Regions from separate parts of the Macaca mulatta genome. Here region 1 is linked to region 2. A link is a contact called in public Hi-C data. All regions are on one chromosome and are shown on one strand. The core of a region is the stretch at or near the end of the contact, and the rest is flanking DNA. Distances in the headings are between cores, read along the strand shown.

What was found. Hi-C and Micro-C count contacts between places; a contact is called where the count stands out from the background.
Region 1: a contact with region 2 is called in a Hi-C map of fetal cortex germinal zone, with 2.9 times the contacts expected there. The contact joins the promoter of PTGR3 here to the enhancer-like site in region 2. A contact is called at or near these places in 2 of 14 Hi-C or Micro-C datasets (fetal cortex germinal zone and fetal cortical plate).

The regions. Positions count from the first base shown.
Region 1 is chr18:5,553,251-5,557,386 of T2T-MMU8v2.0, reverse strand. PTGR3 (prostaglandin reductase 3) reads right to left here and starts at 2,835. Exons shown (of 2, transcript XM_001090670.5): 1 at 2,371-2,835. The coding sequence starts at 2,594.
Region 2 is chr18:4,850,801-4,854,692 of T2T-MMU8v2.0, reverse strand. No RefSeq gene overlaps it. Among named protein-coding and RNA genes, the nearest start is that of SMIM21, 480 kb to the left of the region's middle. Within about 2 kb of position 1,547, at least 14 of the 40 cell types and tissues checked have an H3K27ac peak or open chromatin away from gene starts, as enhancers often do. A contact at or near this core is called in fetal cortex germinal zone and fetal cortical plate, where this site is marked.

The sequences.
Region 1 (4,136 bases), core at 1,586-4,085, 700 kb before region 2:
TTGCTTAGGGGAGATTTGGTCTAGGATTAAAATGAACTAACATGCAGTGAATTATTAAGCCTCTATTCTTAAAAAATTCGGTAAAATGTTACATCCACTGACACTGTTTGCAAGAATACAGGATCTTCCTACAAAGTGGTGGTGGCAGCAGATTTTCCAACAGAGTAGGGAAAGGGGGAGGCAAAGATTCCATCCCCTCCCAACTCAAAAGAAAACTGGCCCCATTCTTTTCCGTTAAGGATTCAAGGAAGAAACTAGAGGTCAGGTTGTTCATATGGAGATACTATTTACATTAAAGGGATTCTTGGCATGTGTGCAGGGAAAAAAGAAGCATGGATTTTACAGTTGAGCACACTGAGGAGCTCCAAACATGGGAGTCTGCACTCCCGCGCTCTGACTACAGAATTCAGGGATCCACCTGTCTCCCGCCCCGGGACCAACCCTGGTGATCCAGCGCAGGCAGTGCCTAGGCACCCTGGCTCTGCCTCTCTCCCCAGGGAAGAACTTGCCCTTTGGAGAAGGGGAAAGGGAGGGGTCCCAGGGTAGAAGTAAGCCTGAAGGAAGAGGAATCACAGGAGGAAAAAAACCCCACAGAGCTGATTAACACTTGCAGATAGAGAGGCCCAGGAGACCCAGCGCAGTCCGGCAGGAGCCCTCTCCACCTCTCCACCGAAGGCGGGTGGTCCCACCAGGCTGTGGCTTATAGTTCTCTAACGTCCCACCTTCCCCCTGCCCCTCCTCGCTCAGTCGCCTCCTCCCCATATCACACTATTTTCAAAAGGAATTTTATTCACAAACGTGTGTGTGTTTATACTAGTGTTTGCAGTCAAGAATATACTTTATCAGAGGGAGAAAAAGGGAAAAACCTTGTGTGGAACTTCTTGCCCGTCAAAGTTTGTTGGGAAATCTTTTCAGTCTGGTGTCATTTCAACTTCTAGCAAATCACTCGTGCGTTTTGTGTGCTCCCCGTGAAAACACACTCAAGCCCTTCTTTTTAGCTGGGCTGTGTGCACGCTCTCAACAGCACTGGCATTTCATCCCATAATGAATCAATCCTCTACTGTGTCCACAGCCAATGCAAACATTTTCAAGGATCCCTACACACTCCCCTTTAAGCCATTCCAGACCAGTCCCCCACCCCCGCCTCCACACAATCCCACCCATGGTTCAAATCATTCTTCGCAAAAGGTTTCCAAAAGTTTTATACCCTGATCAGCATTCTTCCATACTACAGTCATGTTAGGAAGGCTAATAGGAATCTCGAAAATGGACAGATTAAATGCTACACCAAGCTACTTAGGAAGGGTACATTTTGTCCTTCAGTCCGTGCATGGGACTTTGCGGTACTTTCTAGCACAGAATTTACAAAAAAGTTACAGTCAGAACTTACTCCTCCCCTTCGATATTATTATTCAACTTGAAACATGCAGCACTGTAACCATTTCGATGGGACTTTGCAGGCCTCTGCAGAGGGCAGAGAGGAGCGCCTTGCCAGCCAAGTCGGGCAGCCAGGGACCCACGGAGCAGAGACCCAAGCGGGCAAGGCTCCGATACAGAGTGAGGTCCGTTTCCTCCCTGTTGCTTCGCCAGTTACTAAAGATGAGTGAGGCGGAAACACACTACGGTGGGGAGCGTGGGGGGTGGAAGAGCCAGAAGGTCTCGCAACAACCCGGTGTCACCTGAATGTCTGCAAAACGTGCCAGCAAAGGCAGCCATGCCCCCACCTCGACCCTGGCCCAGCTGCCCAGGACACCCGCCACGCGGGGGTCGTTACACTCAGGGGACAGACAACAGTCACGCTGCACTGACAACACTCAGACAACACCGGCGAGGTGCACACCCACACACCCAACAACAGGCTCCGCCACTACCAGGCGGCTGCCAACCTGGAGGGAACAGGGAAAGCCAGCCGGGTCCCAGCCTCCTTCCTCCAAAGCACGTTTACCTAAACGTCGCAGTTTGCGTCCAGGCTGCTCCCGCTCCACCCTAAAGATTATGTCAACGCAGGAACTGTGGGTGCGCGCAGGCGGGCCGGCGGGGAGCCTCCCCTTCTGGGTCCCGTCGGTTTTATTTCGGGAGCGGGAGGGGGAGGAGGGAGGGCTGGAGGAGGGGAGGGGAATCCCAAATTAAAATAACCCTCAGTTATGAGGATGTTCAGTGGCATCGGATATTCACACCAGCAACAGTCACATCACATTCTCCTTCGCCAGATGGCGGCGGGTTCAACTTCCCGGGATCTCGCAAAGTCAGGCTGTGCGCCCGAGCGCGCGCCGGAGTGTGGGCACGCGGGCGGGCTGGGGACGGCTGGAGCGGCGCTGCGCGAGCCGGGGGCGAGGACAGGGTCGTGGGGCTGGAGGGCGCCGGGCTCACCGGTTCCGGACGAGGAGGTCTCCGTCCCCGGGGAGAGGCACCGGGCAGTCCCGGCTCAGGGTGACGGCCTCGCGGAAGTTGGGGCTCAGCCGGGTCACCACCAGCTTCTGCATGGCTCGGGGAATGGCGGAGCCCTGGAAGTCCAGGAAGTGGCGGGCGTAGGACATGTCCACGATGGCCCGGGTCCCGGAGGACGCCAGCCGCAGCATGGCCCGCGCCTCCATCCGCTCTCTGCGCCGACGCTGGCCGGGGTCGGGCCCCGCCCGGGCCGCTCGGCTCGCTGTGCTCTGCTCGGCTAGGGCGGGCGGGTCCGCCCCTCCTCCGGCCCGCGCCCTCCCCCTGGCTCCCCCCTCTTCCCCGCGTCGCCAGCTCCCGCTCCCGCTCCCCCCGCCTCCCCGGCGCCGGCGCAGCCCCCGCGAACCCGGGCGCACCACCCCGGGTGTCCCGGCCTGGGGACCGCTGTCGCCCCGGCCGCTGCTCCTTTAATCTTTTTGTTTTGGTTTGAATCTGCTCGGCGCAGACTGGCCAAGGATCCTCTCCGCCCTCCCCCTTCCTCCTGGCGCGGGAGAGGCACCGGATATCCCCACCCTCCTTGGGCTCTAAAAGCCGGATTTGACTCCTCTTGGGCAAGGGGCGGGGGGGGGGGGCGGCGGGCAAGGGGGGACGGGGAACTCGTGCGTCCCACGGTCGTCCGCGGCCCCGAGCCGGCGGCAACCCCGGGCGTCCCCGGAGCGGCGCGGCGGCCGGCGCAGGCGCCTCCCCTTCCCGTGCGAAGCGTTCACTTCCTTGCAAGGTGGTACGAATCAACCCCGAGCGCGGCCCGGGCGGCGGGGCACGACCGGGGGCCCCGGGCTGGGCGGGGAGCCCCTGCCGCCGCCGCCGCACGCGCACCCGCACCGACTGCGGGGCGGGGAAAAGTCCAGTGCCTCCCGCGCCCCAGGCTGGTGGCTTCCTGTCCCCGGAACGCCTTGCCCGTGCCTTCTGTCCACGGTCTGTCCCATGCAAGTTGCACGAACTAAGCCATTTTATTTATTTTGGCCTAGATTTCATGTTTTTCCATGAACGTTTTAAGTAGCTCTACAAGACTGTTACAGGTTTCCCACTGGAAGAGAACACACATATTGAAAACCAGAAGGCCAAACTCCCAGAGCAGAGACACATTTTAAAGTTCTAGGTGGGAATGCCGAGAGACCTAACTGAATTGGAGACGTTGCCCTGATGTGTGAGGACCTCATTTTCGAACACAGCTAGAAAGATCTGTCGTTCCATCGTGTCCGTTTTCTCCCTACTGGCGTGCATTGACCAAGTATCAATTCACTTTTCATAGAGAGGCCAAATTAAATATTTCCACACTTTTCTGTGATGAACTAAGTCCATCTTTAAATTTTATTTATATTGTAAATTTTAATTTTAAAAATCTATTACTTTTCGGTTACCCACTAATTACCAAAATATAAAAGCCACTCTGGGCTCCTCCCCAGCCAAAGCTAACCCCTAACCTGAGATTGCAAAAGCGACACAGGTATTTTTCCCCCCCAAATGTAGGACATGCTTCACCCAAGGGTAGTTTGGATGCACGTGGTTGAGTGTGTATGAATGTGCAAGTGTGTGTATGTGTATGTGTGTGTGTGTTGGGGGGGACTAACAGGTTTTAAAATCTGCAGGAACTAATGTCTACTTAACTTAGAACATATGGGTTTTACCCGGTATCAGCCAGTGGATTACAATAACAACACTGAATGTCTTCCTCCAATGTACAGTCTTTT
Region 2 (3,892 bases), core at 298-2,797:
TAGGACCAACATTTCTAGAAGGAAAAAAAATAGGCTTTTTTAAAATCTATGACAGCTGATGCTGTTCATCCAAGTGATTTGTGGAATGTCAGAAACCATACCTGTAATCTAATGTCAGGACTGTATCTGAGATTATTTTAACCCAAAATTCTTATTTAGTTGATACCAATGCATGGTCCTCTGTTGTAGCTAGTTGAAACAAAGAGGAACATGTTATGTACACTTTCTTTTATATTTTTTCTGAGATTCATCCCATTTTTTTGTCTTAAGAAAATTAGAAAACTCCTGTGCATCAGAAATCGGTTTACACTTCTTTTGTATTTCCCAGATCAGTTATTGAAAGCACTAAATTATTTCTTAGTCATGTACTGCTCAGGAAAATGTATTATTAAGCAGCTTGATTCCATTTTTTTTTTTTTTGAGGTTCAGGAAATATGCACCTCTGTCACTTTGTTTATCTATCAATATTTTTGCTTTTAAAAACAGCATTTGAAAGTATCGTGCATAGGCGTCAGGCTTTACTGTAGCAAGTGTCTTCTTTAATGAAGAGTGATGAGTAAGAAAGCAACAATTCTGCAGGCAAAGGTTGAAGACCTCAGGGTTAGGCAAGGGACAGGCCTATAGTTGTTTAGGGTTTCCTAGGAAATGGCTGAAAATTTCTCCAACGCAGAGAAGAATCTGAGCTACTCAGAAATGTATCTGCGTGCCACGGTTATTTGGGGTCAGTCTCTCAAGAGCTGCATCCCGCGATGGACGTGGACACATCCAGCGTTCACCATTCCTGCATTCACTGTGGTGGGTTTAGGGACGGATGAGGAAAAACGGACCGAGACGCGTGTTTCTAAGCGCAGTGAGCCGATGTAAGTGTGCATCTTGGGAGTGGTCTCTTCGGAGGCCTGTATTTTATCCTGCAAAATCCCAGCTGATGCCTAAGGAATTCAAGTCCAGAAGCAGCCCCCAGAGGCCCAACCGGATCCCGGCCCAGGACCGCTCCTCTGCGCAGCGCTGTCCCCGGCGGCCGTCAGGAGGGGAGGCCTGGAGGCCCCAGGAGATCCGGGGCTGTCCGTAGGAGACTGGAAAGGCCAGTTAGGCCGCGAAGCTTTGCCAAATGTGCAGTTGGAAAGGTTCAGATTCTATATCTAATACTTGAAACTCACCAGCCCTGCCATGCATGCACGTAGGAAATTAGAGATTCCGACAGACGGGAGGGTGGGACCGTCCCTTTGCAAATCTGGCCGCTTTGGCTCCCCGCGACTGGCACGTCCGCTGGGCCCGCGACCAGCGCCTGCAGCACCGCCCGGGAGCCCGCTGCGCCCAGAGCCCGCAGCGCGGCGCGGCTTGGGGGACGAAGTCCCTGCGAATCCCCGCCCGGCGCTGGGGTTCGGGGTCCCCCTCCATTTCGGCAGGAGCAGGGCGCGAGGGTGGCGGGGGTAGCGGCGACGGGGACCGCCAGGGGCTCGGCAAGGGAGGCCGCGGGTTGGGAGGGGCTCCCGACGCGGCGCGCACGTTACCATAGCGACGCGTTTCCCTGGTTACCCGCGGGGCCGCGTCCCTCAGGAGCCTCAGGGCCGAGAGGGCTGGCGCGCGGTGGGCGCGGCCTGCGGGGATGCCGGGTTCTATGGAGCAGCGCGGGGTCCCAAAGCCACCTGCCGCGAGGCCTCAGAAGGGGACCGCGACCTCAGGCAGCCGGAGCGCCTCCCCCACCTGCACCTGCGCGATGGCGAGGACGTCCCACCTGCCTCAGCTGTCCCACCTGCCTCACCTGCCCCACCTGCACCTGCAGGACTGGGGGGACAACCCCACCTGCCCCACCTGCCCCATCTACCCCACCTGCCCCACCTGCATCGCAGAGACACCCCACCTGTCCCACCTATCCAACCTGCCTCACCTGCCCCACCTGCAGGACGACAGGGACATCCCACCTGCCTCATGCCCCACCTGCCCCACTTGCACCTGCGCGGAGGCCCAGGCGCAGCTGGAGCACCCAGTCAGGCCTGCCCTATGGGCCCAGCTCCCAGCTCCCAGAGCCAACATGACGCCTGGTTCCAGAGAAGTCAGTCTTTCAAAGCGTGTTCAGTGTAAGGATAGGTCCTGAGATCCCAGGACTAACCAGCCATCATAAAGCTGACTCCAAAAGGTCTACATGAAATGGGGATTATAAAATCCCAGAAATCGCCGGGTGCGGTGGCTCCCACCTGGAATCCCAGCACTTTGGGAGGCCGAGGCGGGAGGATCCCTTGAACCCAGGAGTTGGAGACCAGCCTGGATGACATAATAAGAATCCCGTCTTAAATTTAAAAATAAAAATCTCAGAAAGCTCTTTCCCCAGTGAGACAGCACGCAGTCTGGAATGTTGAGGTAAGAAGATGAACTTCAGATGAACTCAGGTAAACCTTCCCAAGTTCACTGCTTCTCTTGCATCGTTTTTGCCTCTCAATCTCTGATGTGTTCTCTGTTGCTGGCTGGCTCCCTCTGTCTCCTCTGTCTCTCTTCTCTCTCGCTCCCACCCCTCTCTTCTCTCTCGCTCCCTCCCCTCTCTTCTCTCTCACTTCTCTCTCTCTCTCTCTTCTCTTTCCTCTTTCCTCTCTCTCTCTCCCTCCCCTCTCTTCCCTCTTGGTCTCTCTCAGTCTCTCTCTTTCACTCTTCTCTTTCTCTCACCCCCCTCCACCGCCCTGCACAATACTTCCAGGACTTTCCCTCAGGCAGCCTCAGCTTCCTCCTAACATAAGTGCTGAAGGAACCAGGGAGCCAGTACTTGAAGGTTTGGGGACCATTTTACTATTTTCAAGCTTTGCCAATTTGTTTTCTGTTCTTAAAAAACAAAAAACAAAACTGCATGGCCCAGAAACACAGAAGCACAAACCACTGGACTCTTCTCTCGGCCGAAGAGCCATCACTTTCTTTCAGATGCAAAATGCTATTGCCTCAGTTTCCCAGACTGTCTCAATCGAGAGGGTGTGTTTCTGTAGCGCATTGTTTCTATAGCACATTGAATGGACACTGTCGGTGGAATCCAAATACTTGTAGATTTCTGTTCACCCCTCCACCTTCTCCCTTTCTCTGCGTAGCAGGGAGCCTTCCTTACCCACAGCAGCCTCTGGGTCCCCGCCATCTCCCCAGGAGGAAGAGCCTTTCTGCCTTTGGGCTCATGACTAGAGGTGGCTCTGGAAGCCACTGTCTTGCTGGAGGTTGTTTCCTGTGGGAAGCTCCTCACAGTGTTGGGCAGGTTACCCAGGGCTTTCACCTCATCACCCACAGAGCAACCTGTGGACCAGGGGCTCTCAAGGTTCAAGTGACCTAAGCCTCTGGCTGTCTCTGAGGCCAGATCCCCATGTGCCGCAGACTCTCCGGGCCAGGGTCTGGTGGGGCGAGCGGAGCCCTTTGCCCCCTCCGCTATCCTGGGAAGGCTATCGGCTGGGCTGGTCTCGCCTTTGCTGCAGTGGCTCTCCCCTGCCTGGGATACAGCTCAAAATGCTAACTCTAGGATTCATGTCAGAGGTGGCAAAGGAAGTGACAGATAAGAAATACATACTTTGGGACGCTAACAAAGTGAGGTGGAATTTGTACACCTTTTCTTTCTGCAGCCATTGAAAATGTTGGAAGAAACTTGAATGTGCCTTCTGAGCCAAACCCTCTGGTTTAGTAAAGTCAAAATAAAGGGAATTAGCCTGCACCTATATATAACTCTGACACCACCTACACAGCCCTTTCACAGCGGTGCGATGAGGATTAATCAGTTAGTGTTTATAAAAAGATCTGGAGACAGAAATCTTTACTTATAAATGCTAGACATTATTAAGGATTTGGATTATAATATGATAAAATGTAAAACAAAAATAACATGAATTTGTGGCACGTATGAATAACAAGCTTCTAGGTTGCATGTCTGCTA